Regions from separate parts of the Sus scrofa genome. Here regions 2 and 3 are each linked to region 1. The links are chromatin contacts, called in public HiChIP or PLAC-seq and promoter capture Hi-C maps. All regions are on one chromosome and are shown on one strand. Each heading gives the region's core, a stretch centred on a gene start, on an enhancer-like site or on the middle of the called end of the contact. The rest is flanking DNA. Distances are from core to core; before and after follow the strand shown.

Region 1 (4,203 bases), core at 990-3,489:
CTATGGCTATGGCATAGGCCAGCAGCTGTAGCTCTGACTGGACCTCTAGCCTGGGACCTTGCATGTGCCGCAGGTGCGGCCCTAAAAAGCAAAATAAATAAATAAGGGTTAAAGTGGCAATGAGGGAGGGACAAGACAGAGGGCCACATAAAAACTGTAAAACAGTAATTAGCCAATTAGTGATCAAATGCAGAAATGTCATATCACCTGTTATAGTTGCACCTCACAACGAAATCTTTGGAAGTAGTTAAAGCAGGAATTATCTTGCGCATCTTACCGAGGAGGACGAGTGAGCCACAGAGATCACAGACTGAATAACTGGCACAGGCTGGTTTGGAATTGAGGTCCTATTAATCACATTGACCCCATTTCTTAAACCTCCTCACAGTGTCCTTGAAAGGCCACCTCCCAGGCCCTGGATTTGACACCATCCAATGTTCTAGTTTCTTCTTGCTAATGCCTGAATTCAGGGAGACATTGGCCTGTGTGATCTGGGCTCCATGACTAGGGTTTTCTTTAAGGGTGAAGAAAAACGGCCACCACCAATCCCGATTTACTTTTACCATTGCTAAGACTTGCACTTGTTGTATAGTTGGTTCTATGAATCTGCAAGTTTCGCATCCTCAGATAGGGAGGGCTGACTGTACTGTGCCCTTTTCTGTAAGTGACTCCAGCAAAGCTGGATTTCCTGGAACCAGTCTCCCACGGACACTGAGGGACGATTGTTCTTTCTTTTTCCCCTTCCCCACTCTAAGTTCCCCAAAGTGCCTGAAAGAGTGTGACTTTCTGAAGAAAGAGGAGTAGCATGAAATAATGAGGGCATCCTAAGGTGGATATTATTACCCCCATTTTATAGACATGGAAACAGGCTCAGTAAGGTTATGTCTTTTGCCAATGACAGGGATAAACTACCATGAGCTTTGGAACTCTAATGACTCCTCAGCGGGTTCTGGGTACACTCTGCTGGAAAACATTTAAACAGATACATTAGAAGAATGCATTAGAAAAACCATAACAGCACTTTAGGAATAGAATGCGCCCTTAAGATTCTGTCCTCAGGAAGACTTCAGAATCCCAGTATTAAATAACGTTCATCACGGAAGTTCCCGTTGTGGCTCAGCGGTAAGGAGCCCGACCAGTATCCATGAGGATGCAGATTGGATCCCTGGCCTCGCTCAGTGGGTTAAGGATCCAGCGTTGCTGTGAGCAGTGGTGCAGGTCGTAGGTGCAGCTCCGATCCCACGTTGCTGTGGCTGTGGGGTAGTAGGCCGGCAGCTGCAGCTCTGATTAGACCCCTAGCCAGGGAACTTCCACATGCCGCGAGTGTAGCCATAAAAAAGACCTAAGTGAATAAATAAATAACGTTCATCAGGCAAACAACTTCTCCAAGAGAAAAATTGAAATTGTGCTCTAGGTTGCAAAAATAAAGGCTTTGAAGGACAGCCTGAGCATAGGATGGCTCGGGTTTTATCTTCTTTTGATCGTAATCTGCAACGAAGCAGGCCGATTTATCTAAGCTTTAGGCCACAGGAAGCTTTTTGGGTGGCCCCGCTACAGGCCCGGAGATGGAGAGAGAGGGCGGCTGGGTGCCAGCCAGGAAGCCAGAACTAGGGACAGCAGGCTCATTCCAGGGGCTGCAGCCTCTGAGTAGAGGCAGGGGGCTGGCTGCAGAGTGGCCTTGCAGGGTCAAGAGTCTATCGTCCACAAATCAAGGGCAGCTAGAGTGGTGGGGCCGGGACTCAAGCAGCACCTGACCCACAGACCCGCGGTCCTTCCGCTCCGCCTCACACGTGCTCCACTCCCGCTTTTTCATTGGCTGTTTCAGCCCCTCTATCCCGGCCTAAGAAGGCTGCAACATGACCACACCTCTGATTGGTCCAGGAGCTCCCATGTGTCACTCTGATTGGTCGGTGGAGCTCACTCCCTCTGGCCCTCGGCCCTTTTGGAGGCCGGCTGGGTCAAACCATAAAGAGGGGAGGGGGAAATATGAACATTTCAAGGATTCTCTTTTGAGTTATTTTGTTCTTTGTCATATAATACTCTTTATAATGCCATGAAAAGAGAATTATTTTGTTAGTAGAAGGTAAATATAGAGATATTTCTGTAGAGCTCTACTTTGAGGACGGCCGGAGTGATAGGTTCTCCCCTATGTTCGAGGTGGTGCGCTCCGGGCGGGGCCGCGCCTTCTCTCAGCTCCGGGGGCGAACGGTCCAGCGAGCAGCCGCGCCTTGAGCTCGAGATGCTGCTGTCGCTGCCCGCGCTCCGCCGTGCCCTGTTGGCTCGCCCCTGGAGGGCGGCCGGGTGAGTGAGCACCGGGCCTGGGGAAAACCCTAGCGGCACCTAATGGCCGAGGGTCCCGGGGTGGGGGTGGGGGGTGGGGTCGCTGGGCGCCTCCCGGTGCGGGACTCCCTCCTTGCCAGACCCTTGCCGGTTTTCCCAGGGGCTCTCCTCCGGCGGGTGACACTTCCTCAGGTGCCGTCCGACCGCTGCCTAGGCCTTCCTCCCACTGCGATCTCCCCGTCTCCCAAAGGCGGTCGCCTTCCTTCATCGAGGGGCATCCCCTTCCTGAGTCTTGCAGCGTGTTGGTGTAGCTCGGTGCTCTTGTGGCTCCCTCGCTTAGAGTTTAGCCTCCAGTCACTCTTCTTTCTCCTGGTATTGGGTCTTCGAAATTTGCACACGGCCGGAGTTTTGTGGCTTCCTCTGAGGGCACCTCTATTTTTAGCACACCCCGCTTCTTAGCTCCGCACCCTCTGTCTTACATTCAGGACCCATCCTCGGGCTTCTTTGGGTCCTTTCTCCGTCTACGAGCATTTCTATTTCTCGCTTTTCTTTTTCTCCTTTTTTTCAAGTCAAGTGTTGGGGAGAAAGAAAAGGAGACCTTTTGGATTTTTTTCCTGATAGGTGGAACAATAATACTTACGGGGTGTGTATAGAATGCCAAACCTGTGCTAGGTCCTTGGGGCATGTGCCTTACTGTGATGGTGAATAAATGCGTTAGTACATGTAAAGTGCAGTGAACAGTACCTGGCACCTAGGCAGTGCCCAGTTACTATTAACCACGATCATTATTATCACTCATGTTTAACCTTCTCCTGGGTAGCTGTTATTCCAAATTACAGATGAAGAAACCCGGGTGTAGTTTCAGAGTGGAGCTGCCCTACAAATCCAGGTTTGCAAATCCCCACGCTGTGGAGTTGGGTTCCTGGACCCTTGCCCACTCAGTGATACCTGTTCTCAGAGCCCCTTTCTGCCCTTGGTCTTGAGGAGGGTATGGGTAGAGCACAGATCCTGCCCCAGAGAGGCCCATAGACTGGTGAGGCTGCATGCACCCTTTTGGACCCGAGTTTCTGCTGGTCTCTGTTTCAGAGCTGGGCAGCTCCTGCCCCCAGTTTGCGTTTTGTTTGCCCGACCCCTAGGACTGTGGCCAGCCCTGTCTCTCCTGCTGGCTCAGCCATGCCCGTTCGGAGTTAATCAGTGTCCCAAGGGATAGTGCTGTGGTGCCCTGGGCATGGATGAGTTTCAGCAGGGCAGCGTATTCTCTGGGAGTGGGGAGAGGTGGAAGACAGGGTAGAGAAGGGGACATGGAAGAGAAGGGCCCTTCCAAACCAAGACCAGGGGCCACGCTCACCAACGTGATCCCATTTGTTGGCCTCTCCCTGGACTCTGAGACTACCCATCTCAGACCCTAGATGAAAGCTGCCTAGATTCACGTGTTTACTGATTACCCACGTGTGCAAGTGCTGTGCTAGACATTGCAGGGAGGGGTACCCAGGGGATTTGCTTGTGGATGGGGGCCCTCTAAGAGTTTTCAGTTTAATGGGGAAGAGAGCCTTAGGCAAAACAAACAAACAAACAAACAAAACACTCAAAAAATCCTCTAATATCTGGTAGAAAGAAATCCATATTCTGGAAAAAACAAAAAAACACCCCAAAACTCTGGAGTTTCTGTCATGGCTCAGTGGAAATGAATCTGACCAGCATCCATGAGGATGCAGGTTCAATTCCTGGCCTCGCTCAGTGGGTTAAGGATCTGGAGTTGCTGGGGCTGTGGTGCAGGACAGCAGCTACAGCTCCAATTTGACTCCTAGCCTGGGGACCTCCATATGCTGTGGATGTGGCCCTAAAAAGACAAAAAACAAAAACAAAAAACCAAAACCACCTCATAACAGCAATTGTTACCAAGCAATCAAGTACTATAGGCTT
Region 2 (4,203 bases), core at 1,130-3,629, 180 kb before region 1:
ATGTCAGAGAATGTTTTGCCTGTGTTCTCTTCTAAGAGTTTTATGGTGTCATGTCTTATATTTAAGTTTTGAAACCATTTTGAGTTTCTTTTTGTGCATGATGTGAGGGTGTATTTTAGTATCATTGATTTACATGCAGCTGTCTATTTTCCCCAGCACCACTTGCCGAGGAGACTTTTTTGCATTTTATATTCTTGTTTCTTTTGTTGAAGATTAATTGACTGTAGGTGTCTGTGTTTATTTCTGGTTTTATGTCTGGTTTTGTACCAGTACCACACTGTCTTGATTACTGTAGCTTTCTAATATTGTCTGAAGTCTGGGAGAGTTATGCCTCCTGCTTTGTTTTTTTTTTTTTCCCTCAGGATTGCTTTGGCCAGTTCTGGTTCTTTTTCGGTTCCGTATGATTTTTGGATTATTTGTTTTAGTTCTGGGGGAAAATATCATGGGTAATTTGATAGGGATCACATTAAATCTGTAGATTGCCTTGGGTAGTGTGACCATTTTAATAATATTAATTCTTCCAATCCAGGAGCATGGGCTATCTTTCCATTTCTTTGAATCGTCTTTAATTTAGGAAATTAATGTTTTAATGTTTTATAGTTCTCAGCATGTAAGTCTTTCACTTCCTTGGTCAGGTTTATTCCTAGGTTTTCTTTTTTCTTTCTTTTTTTTAAATGTGATTTTAAAAGGTATTTTTTTATATTCCTTTTCTAATATATTATTGTTAGTATATAGAAATGCAAATGATTTCTGAATGTTAATCTTGTATCCTGCTACTTTGCTGAATTTGTTGATCAGATCAAATAATTTTTATGTGGTGTCTTTAGGGTTTTCTGTATATAGTAACATGCATGTCATCTGCATAGAGCTGACAATTTTACCTCTTCCAATTTGGAAACCTTTTCTTTCTTTCCTTCTTTCCTTCTTTCTTTCTTTCCTTCCTTCCTTCCTTCCTTCTTTCTTTCTTTCTGTCTTTCCCTCTCCTCTCTCTCTCTCTCTCTCTCTCTCTCTCTCTCTCTCTCTCTCTCTTCCTTCCTTCCTTCCTTTTTTTTCTGATTGCTATGGCTAGGACCTTCAATAATAAAAGTGATGAGAGTGGGTATCCTTGTCTTGTTCCAGATTTTATTATTTTTTTTTTTTTTGTCTTTTTGACATTTCTTGGGCTGCTTCCGCGGCATATGGAGGTTCCCAGGCTAGGAGTCGAATCAGAGCTATAGCCACCGGCCTACACCAGAGCCACAGCAACGCAGGATCCAAGCCGCGTCTGTAGCCTACACCACAGCTCGCGGCAACACCGGATCCTTAACCCACTGAGCAAGGCCAGGGATTGAACCCACAACCTCATGGTTCCTAGTCGGATTCGTTAACCACTGCGCCACGACGGGAACTCCTTGTTCCAGATTTTGGTGGGAAGACTTTTAGCTTTTCTCTGTTGTGTATTGTATTGGCTGTGGGTCTGTCATAAGTGGCTTTTATTATGTTGAGATATGTTCTGTCTACACCCACTTTGATAAGTTTTTATTATAAATGGATGTTGAATTTTCTCAAATGCTTTTTCTGCACCTATTGAGACGATTGTGTGGTTTTTAACTTTTGTTAATGGGTATATTGGATTTGTTTATTTAGTTAAACTTTTTATTTTGAGATAGTTGTGATTCACATGTAGTTTCTAAGAAATAATACAAAGACATTGTATGGACACATTCCTTAGTTTCTCTCAGTGGTAACATCTTGTAGAACGATAGGGGATTATCAGAGCCAGGAGACTGACAAGGATGCAGTCCAGACTCAGGGTGGTTTCCTCACACGGGGATGCCTCCTGTTGTCCTTTTATAGCCACATCCACACCCCCCCCCCCCCCTCACCACTCACCCCTGGCACCACTGATCTGCTGTCCCTGCCTGTAATTCTGTCACATCAAGATTGTTATATACTAAATGGAGTAGTCATGCAGCATGTAACGTTTGGGTGTTTTTTTCACTCATAAGTGAGTAAGCATAAGTTTTTGGCAGTTCATCCCGGTTGTTGTCCGTATCAGCAGTTTGTACCTTCTTATTGCTGGGCTGTGTCCGCGGTAGGGCTGCACCCCCGCCTGTTTAACCATCACCCATTAAAGAGCATCTGGGTTATTGCCAGTTATGCCATAAAGCTGCTATGAATGTTCATGTGCAGGTTTCTGTGTTTGAATCAGTTTTCATTTCTCTGGAATAAATGCCCAAGACTGCAGTTACTGGCGTGTGTAGTCGCTGAGAGCTATTTTGTCTTAGAAGAAGCTGCCAGAAGTCTTCAGGGTGACATTCCCAGCAGCAGTGTGGGAGGGATCCACTTCATCTGCACGCTGGCCAGCAGTCGGTGGGTGGTGTCTCTCTTGTTTGTTTCGCCAGGCCGGTGGATGTAGAGTGGTGTCTCCTGGTGTCAGTCGTGTTCCTCTAATGGCTGACGACGCTGCACGTCTTTTCATGGGCTTTGTCTGCCTGCCTGTCTTCTTCGGTGAGGTGTAGGTCCATAGTTTTTTCCCGTTCTCTAGTAGCAGTGTATGTTTGTTTAATGTTGAGTTTTGAGAGTCCTCAGAGCGGCATTTTTTGTTTGTTTAGAGTGCCAATTCTAAATATAGTCCCCCATTCTCATCTAGTAATCTTCTCTGATAACTCATTGCAAAAATGTGGTTCATTGGCTGTAATAAAGATTCTGCCATACAGCTTGCTTGAATAACTATTGTCCTCAGCTTTTGTTAGTTCAGCGGAGAGAGTCATCATTAGTACATTTTGGGGGGTAATTCTTCCTGCATAAGATTTTTCACTTACTTCCTTGCAACGTCTTTGTTCTGAATGTGGATAAATCAAGGGGCACAATTGTGATTTGGTCACTGGCAACACCTTGAGCTGAGAACTCAGGTCAGCAGATGCCAGGCTTGTTCTTAGTTACCAAATGGAACTCTTTTTCAAAAGTAAGGCTTTACCTAGTGAGATACTTGGCTTCGGTACTTCTGACTTTCCCTTCTCTCTCAACACCTACTTACATAGTGGCTGTTGCTCCCCGTGCTGGGCTAGGCTGAGGCAGGGTTGGCGAGCGAGCCAGTCATGGTCTGTGCCCGCTGGGAGCTTACTGCCTGGTGGCGGATAGAGCCAACTACATAGTGATGGCAGAGCGGGGGTAAGTGCCATGTGGCAGGGTCACAGGGAAGAGGTTATATTCTAAGAGGAGAATATAGTGCCTGCAAAGGCTTGGAGGCAAGAGAGCTGAAAGCATTTCCGGAAATGAACACAGTTGCCTCGGAGGTGAGGCATGGCCAGAAATGGCACTGGAGATGCAGGCGTGGGGCCACATCACCTTCTCCAAGGAGAGGATGTGGGTTTTCTCCTGAGGGTAGTGCCCCCGCCCATGCTCTGGAGGGTGAACTGGAGAGGTGAGAGCAGAGGCAGGAGGAACAGCTGGCAGGCTTTTGTCATAATCCAGGGGAGAGGCCCTGGCAGCTGGACTCTGGTGAGTGGCCTCGACAGGGATCTGGGAGGTGGGATGAGTGGGACTTGGAGTTGATTGCACACGGGGGTGAAGAAGCTGGATAAGTCAAGAGCACTGCTCAGCGTCTGGATGGAGTGACAGGGCCGTGGCTGGTGCCTTTGAAAGGGGTGGGAACTAGGAAGTTTGGGGGTGAGGTGCAAGGGAGTCTGTGGAGTTGGGGTCTCAGTGTGTGGTTTGTCCTCCTAACTAGAGTGCACACTTCAGGAAGCTGGGAGCTGCACATGCACGTGTGTGCACACATGTGCTCAGTGAACACTGGAGTGTGAGTCTGGGGGAACCTGTGGGGCGTTCAGCAGGCAGTTGAACTATGAGTTCAGCGTTGGGAGCATGGGCATGAGATAACCTGTCATTTTGCTGAGCTACAAACTGGAAGCGTACCTGCTGTGGAAATAGACTCAGGAGCTAGCGAGTGACCTGGGTTGAGTGCTGAGCTTTCAGATTGAAAGTAGGTTTGTTGTTTTCCTCTGGTTGTCAATGTGTAGGAATTATCCTGAAATCACTCGTGATGGGGCGGTGCAGGTTTCTCAGAGAGCTTTTTCAGACCACACACCTGCCTTTAGTGTTGTGATGCTCTCCCACCCCGCTGATGTTGGGCTGCTATAGTATAGCAGCTGCCAACATTTTTACGTACACGGTTTTTTGTGTACATCTCTTTTTTTTGTTGTTGTTGTTAAATTTTTT
Region 3 (4,203 bases), core at 650-3,149, 160 kb before region 1:
ACAGTTCAGAGAATTACCCGTCTTCTCCTGCCTCTTGGGGGCTGAGACATCTGTGTCACAGCTGCCCTGGGGAGCCGTGGAGAATTTCAACTCTGATTCCTGACGATAAGAAGTAAACATCAAGAGACAAAAAAAAAAAAAAAAAGAAAAAGAAAAAAAGAGGAGTTCCCATTGTGGCGCAGTGGTTAACAAATCCGACTAGGAACCATGAGGTTGCGGGTTCGATCCCTGCCTCGCTCAGTGGGTTAATGATCCGGCATTGCCATGAGCTGTGGTGTAGGTCGCAGACGCGGCTCGGATCCCGCGTTGCTGTGGCTCTGGCGTAGGCTGGCAGCTACAGCTCCGATTATACCCTAGCCTGGGAACCTCCATATGTCACGGGAGCGGCCCAAGAAATGGCCAAAAAATAAAAAAGAGAGAGCAAAGAACACCTCTGCTGATAGGAACGGGGCAGCACCCTGAACGCTGTCCCGTGAGACGTCCTCAGACGGTTGCTCAGCCCTGATAGCCAGTAAATGTGCAGCTCATTGTTCTCTGCTGTGTCCAGGTGCTCTGCACAGCAGATTTGTCATCCAAATTGCAAGCACATTAAATTTTGTTTGGATTTCATAACCAAGCATCAGATGACAGCAGGGGGAGGTGACTTGGGCCAGTGCTAGGAAAATCCACCCAGGATGAAAATCCCGCGTCCTCCCAGGCTGTGGGTGCCGTGGCAATCAGCCCCCATTGCTGCCATCCTTTCCAAGGTCGGGCTCCCAGAGCCAGAGCCGGGGAGCTACCTGCCTCACTCTTCTGTGAGCTGGTTTCCTCCCCCCGCCGCTCTTAGTCTGACATCTAAGAGCAGGAAAAGGTCTTCCCAGATCCACCATCAAGGGAAGGCCTCCACTAACGCTTTCAGGCGGTCCTCTGGGAGCTAGACCCTCAGATGTCTGGAGGGATGCTCTCTGGGAATTCTTCTTCCCTCCCGGCTCAGCACCAGCGGGTGGAGTTTCCCCAGAAGCCCTGAGCCTGCCTTCTAGTTTGGCTGTTTGTTACAATGGCCTCCCTGGAAGCTGTGCTGGATGGGCCTTTGCTGGCCTGGTGCCTCCCCCGTTATCTGGGGTCAGGTGTTAGCACTGCCCACCCCCGTTGCTTTGTTAACTTCCCTGGATGCTCCACGGTGTCTTTCCAGTCTAGACATCTTACCTCACCTATATCCTTATTTTCTTCAGCCATGACCCCTGACCAAGGGCAGGTAGCCTGTGCACTTGTGTCTCCTGGCCCAGCGCCTTGCCCGTCCCCTGGGGGTCTGACTATCTACAGAGACTGTCCATATGAATGTCAGAGTCCGAGGAGGAGGAGGAGGAGGCGGGCAGGGCAAGGAAGATACTCACCTTGGTTCAGGGCTTCGCATCTGCCCCAGAGCAGGGGAGCGTGAAGACTTGTCACTGTCTCCGTTTGCCAGCGGAGGAGACAGCACTCCTGACTCTGGCAGCTTGCTGCAGGCCCTGGGCTAGGGGTTGGATCGAAAGTCAGCTGAGCCAGGGTCCTGCCAGCCTGCCCTGTCCTCCCAGCCCAGCCTACCCTGTCCTCCCAGCCCTCCAGGGCAGTGCCATTAGGATTAGCCTGTCTTTGGCCCCCGGTCACTCTGCAAATGTGCTGAAGGCTGTGGACACTCCGTCTGCAGGAGCCCCTGTCCATGTTATACTCCATGTCAGTGGAGTTACAGGACCCCTGCAAAGACCGCTCCAGGGAGGTGGTAAGACCAGCCTCAGTGACTTTAATGCCTTTAAACGAACAGCAGGGCCTGGTTCCAGAGCAGGACCCTCCTTGCAGGACGAGAATGTTTGCAGGCTGACTGTCTCCCCAGTCATGGCCCGCCTCCAGTGAGCAGCTGTGTCAGGGCTTGTCAGGGCACAGCGCGTTCCCTACATGGATGCAGTATTCGTGACTCGGGGCTGGGGGCCTGCCTGCCGCTGCTGACCAGCCTCTGCCTGTTTCCAGGTCTCTTAGCAGAAATCACCGATCCAGAGAGCTTCCTGAAGGATCTGCTGAACTCAGTGCCCTGAGCACCATGCGGAATCTGCGGCCGACGGAGATTGACGCTAGCTGGCCTTCCATCCTTCTGTGTCTCCCTCCCGTGCGTTGACTCCCCCACGGGGTGCTGCAACACTGCTCCTCCCCCTCCCCCTTCTTCTTGGAGTGGCTTGGGGCTTTTAGGCCTCCTGTTTATCTCGTGTGTGTGGTGCACTAGCTATGAAGTTGTCTGTGACCCAAGCCGTCAAAGGATCTGTACATACCTGGGAGCCATGAGTTGTCCTGGCCGACTTAATACTTGAGTGTGCCCATCCTGAGAAATAAACGAATGACTTAATACACATCGAAAAGGAATGTGTTGCCTGTGCTTAAACCCTCCGTAGTGGCACTGGCCAAGTGCCTTTCCTGCACAGCCCTTCTGGCATCAGCAAGGAGGACAGCGTGTATCATAGTCACTGTCTCTTCTTAGCGCCAAATGGAGCCTGTCTGTTCTTGGCCAGCAAGTTGGGGCATTGCGTTTGACGGCTGTGATCTTTCTTGAAACAAACACCTTGGCTCCTCTTTTTTGGCCTTAAGAACTAGCGCCCAAAGTCATGTGGAGTCAGTGATTTTCTATTTCTAGTCCTCAGCTCAGTGCAGTTGGACGCTAGTGTTCCCACGGCAGAGGCGTTTGACAAACCCTGCTAGCTTCCTGTCGGAAATGCTTTGACGACCTCTCCCAGTAGCTTCCCTTTCTTGAGTGCCTTCTCTGTGTGTGTGTGATTTCTAGTCTTTCTAACAGCCTTGCCTACAAAATAAGGGCCTCTGGGAGTTCACTTGTGGCACAGCAGGTTAAAGATCGGGTGTTGTCACTGCAGTAGCTCTGGTCACTGCTATGGTGCAGGTTTGATCCCTGGCCCAGGAACTTCTACATGCCACGGGTACAACCAAAATAAAAATTATTATTATTTTATTTTTTTTCCCATTTCTTGGGCCGCTCCGCGGCATATGGAGGCTTCCAGGCTAGGAGTCTAATCGGAGCTATAGCTGCCAGCCTATGCCAGAGCCACAGCAACGCAGGATCCGAGCCGCATCTGCGACCTACACCACAGCTCATGGCAACACTGGATCGTTAACCCACTGAGCGAGGCAGGGATCGAACCCGCAACCTCATGGTTCCTAGTCGGATTCGTTAAACCACTGTGCCACGACGGGAACCCCTAAAAATTATTTTTAAGGGGAGCTAGTTCTGAGCCGGTATCACACCTCAAGGCCACCCAGCCAGTAGCTGCCAGAGCTGAGGTTTTGTGCTTCCGAGGCCATGTCCTGAACCACAGTTGGCAGCTGCCTCTGGAGCCTTGAGACCTGCTTCCCCGCATTTGTGGGCAGCAGCCCTCTCAGAGAGACAGGAGACTCCTTAGAGCTTCTCTGCAGGTTGAGGGCAAGGCTGATCCAGACGTGGCCTTGGTTGGAGGCAAAGAGCTTGCTAATGGCCATCTCTTTGAGATCCCTCTGGGCCGCTCTGCCAACTGCTCTTGGAGTGACAGCCTCCTGTATCTTGATGTTCAATTTATGTGGCTCACTCCTCAGGCCAGACCATTTAGGACAGAAGGTGCCTCCAGGTCCCTTTAGACGACATCCAGAGCCAGGACCTCGTGTACCTTCCCCAGAGCCACTAACCAGGCAGCCACAGGCAGGCGTGAGTGTCCTGGTCAGGGCTTAGCCAGAGAGAGAGAGGCACATGGTTGCAAGAGCCCAGCTGGGGGCCCTGGCGGAAAGAAGGTGGGTTCGCTGAGTGCTTGGTGGTGGCGGTGGGTAACCGGTTTCTGAAGGACTGACTGGCTTGAGGGAGGGGCACATCCAGTCCTCAGTCAGCCCAGCCCCCACGCTTTGTGTGCAGCCTCGTCCCCTCAGGAGGGGAGTGTGGACACCTACTGGGTGCGAAGGTGGTGAGTTTCAGGAGTTCATTGCCTGCCGTGTAGTAAGGAGATGCCTCTCTTCTCACGGATGAATTCATCTGCAGTTTGCAGGATTGGGGCTCTGTTTAAATGAAGCACCACATCTCGGGTGAGGTCCAGTACATCCAGCTTTGAGGACGGATGGCAGACCCTGGTCTCAGGGACACTCACGTCTCAAACCAGCACAGCAAGTTCATTCCCTCTCATAGGTCCGTCCCCTGCGTCTCCGAGAGGCATTCCGGGCCCACAT

The links. Promoter capture Hi-C pulls out the DNA fragments that hold promoters and counts their contacts. HiChIP or PLAC-seq counts read pairs in DNA pulled down with a chosen protein or histone mark.
Region 2: a contact with region 1 is called in a promoter capture Hi-C map of fetal skeletal muscle, with 7 times the contacts expected there. The contact joins the enhancer-like site here to the promoter of ALDH4A1 in region 1. A contact is called at or near these places in 4 of 5 promoter capture datasets (fetal liver, fetal skeletal muscle and liver), 21 of 47 Hi-C or Micro-C datasets (alveolar macrophages, brain, embryonic fibroblasts and 14 more) and 2 of 2 datasets of contacts at active chromatin or transcription factors (alveolar macrophages and skeletal muscle).
Region 3: an H3K27ac HiChIP or PLAC-seq map of skeletal muscle shows a contact between it and region 1. The contact joins the enhancer-like site here to the promoter of ALDH4A1 in region 1. A contact is called at or near these places in 2 of 5 promoter capture datasets (fetal liver and liver), 7 of 47 Hi-C or Micro-C datasets (embryonic fibroblasts, epiblast stem cells, fetal liver and 3 more) and 2 of 2 datasets of contacts at active chromatin or transcription factors (alveolar macrophages and skeletal muscle).

What each region holds. Positions count from the first base shown.
Region 1 is chr6:77,402,051-77,406,253 of Sscrofa11.1, reverse strand. ALDH4A1 (aldehyde dehydrogenase 4 family member A1) reads left to right here and starts at 2,239. Exons shown (of 16, transcript NM_001252213.1): 1 at 2,239-2,301. The coding sequence starts at 2,240.
Region 2 is chr6:77,584,442-77,588,644 of Sscrofa11.1, reverse strand. All of the region lies in intron 99 of UBR4 (E3 ubiquitin-protein ligase UBR4), which reads left to right. Among named protein-coding and RNA genes, the nearest start is that of UBR4, 120 kb to the left of the region's middle. Within about 2 kb of position 2,379, at least 13 of the 83 cell types and tissues checked have an H3K27ac peak or open chromatin away from gene starts, as enhancers often do. A contact at or near this core is called in fetal skeletal muscle, skeletal muscle and spleen, where this site is marked.
Region 3 is chr6:77,566,572-77,570,774 of Sscrofa11.1, reverse strand. UBR4 (E3 ubiquitin-protein ligase UBR4) reads left to right here. Exons shown (of 108, transcript XM_021095464.1): 108 at 1,984-2,366. The coding sequence ends at 2,048. Among named protein-coding and RNA genes, the nearest start is that of IFFO2, 110 kb to the right of the region's middle. Within about 2 kb of position 1,899, at least 9 of the 83 cell types and tissues checked have an H3K27ac peak or open chromatin away from gene starts, as enhancers often do. A contact at or near this core is called in skeletal muscle, where this site is marked.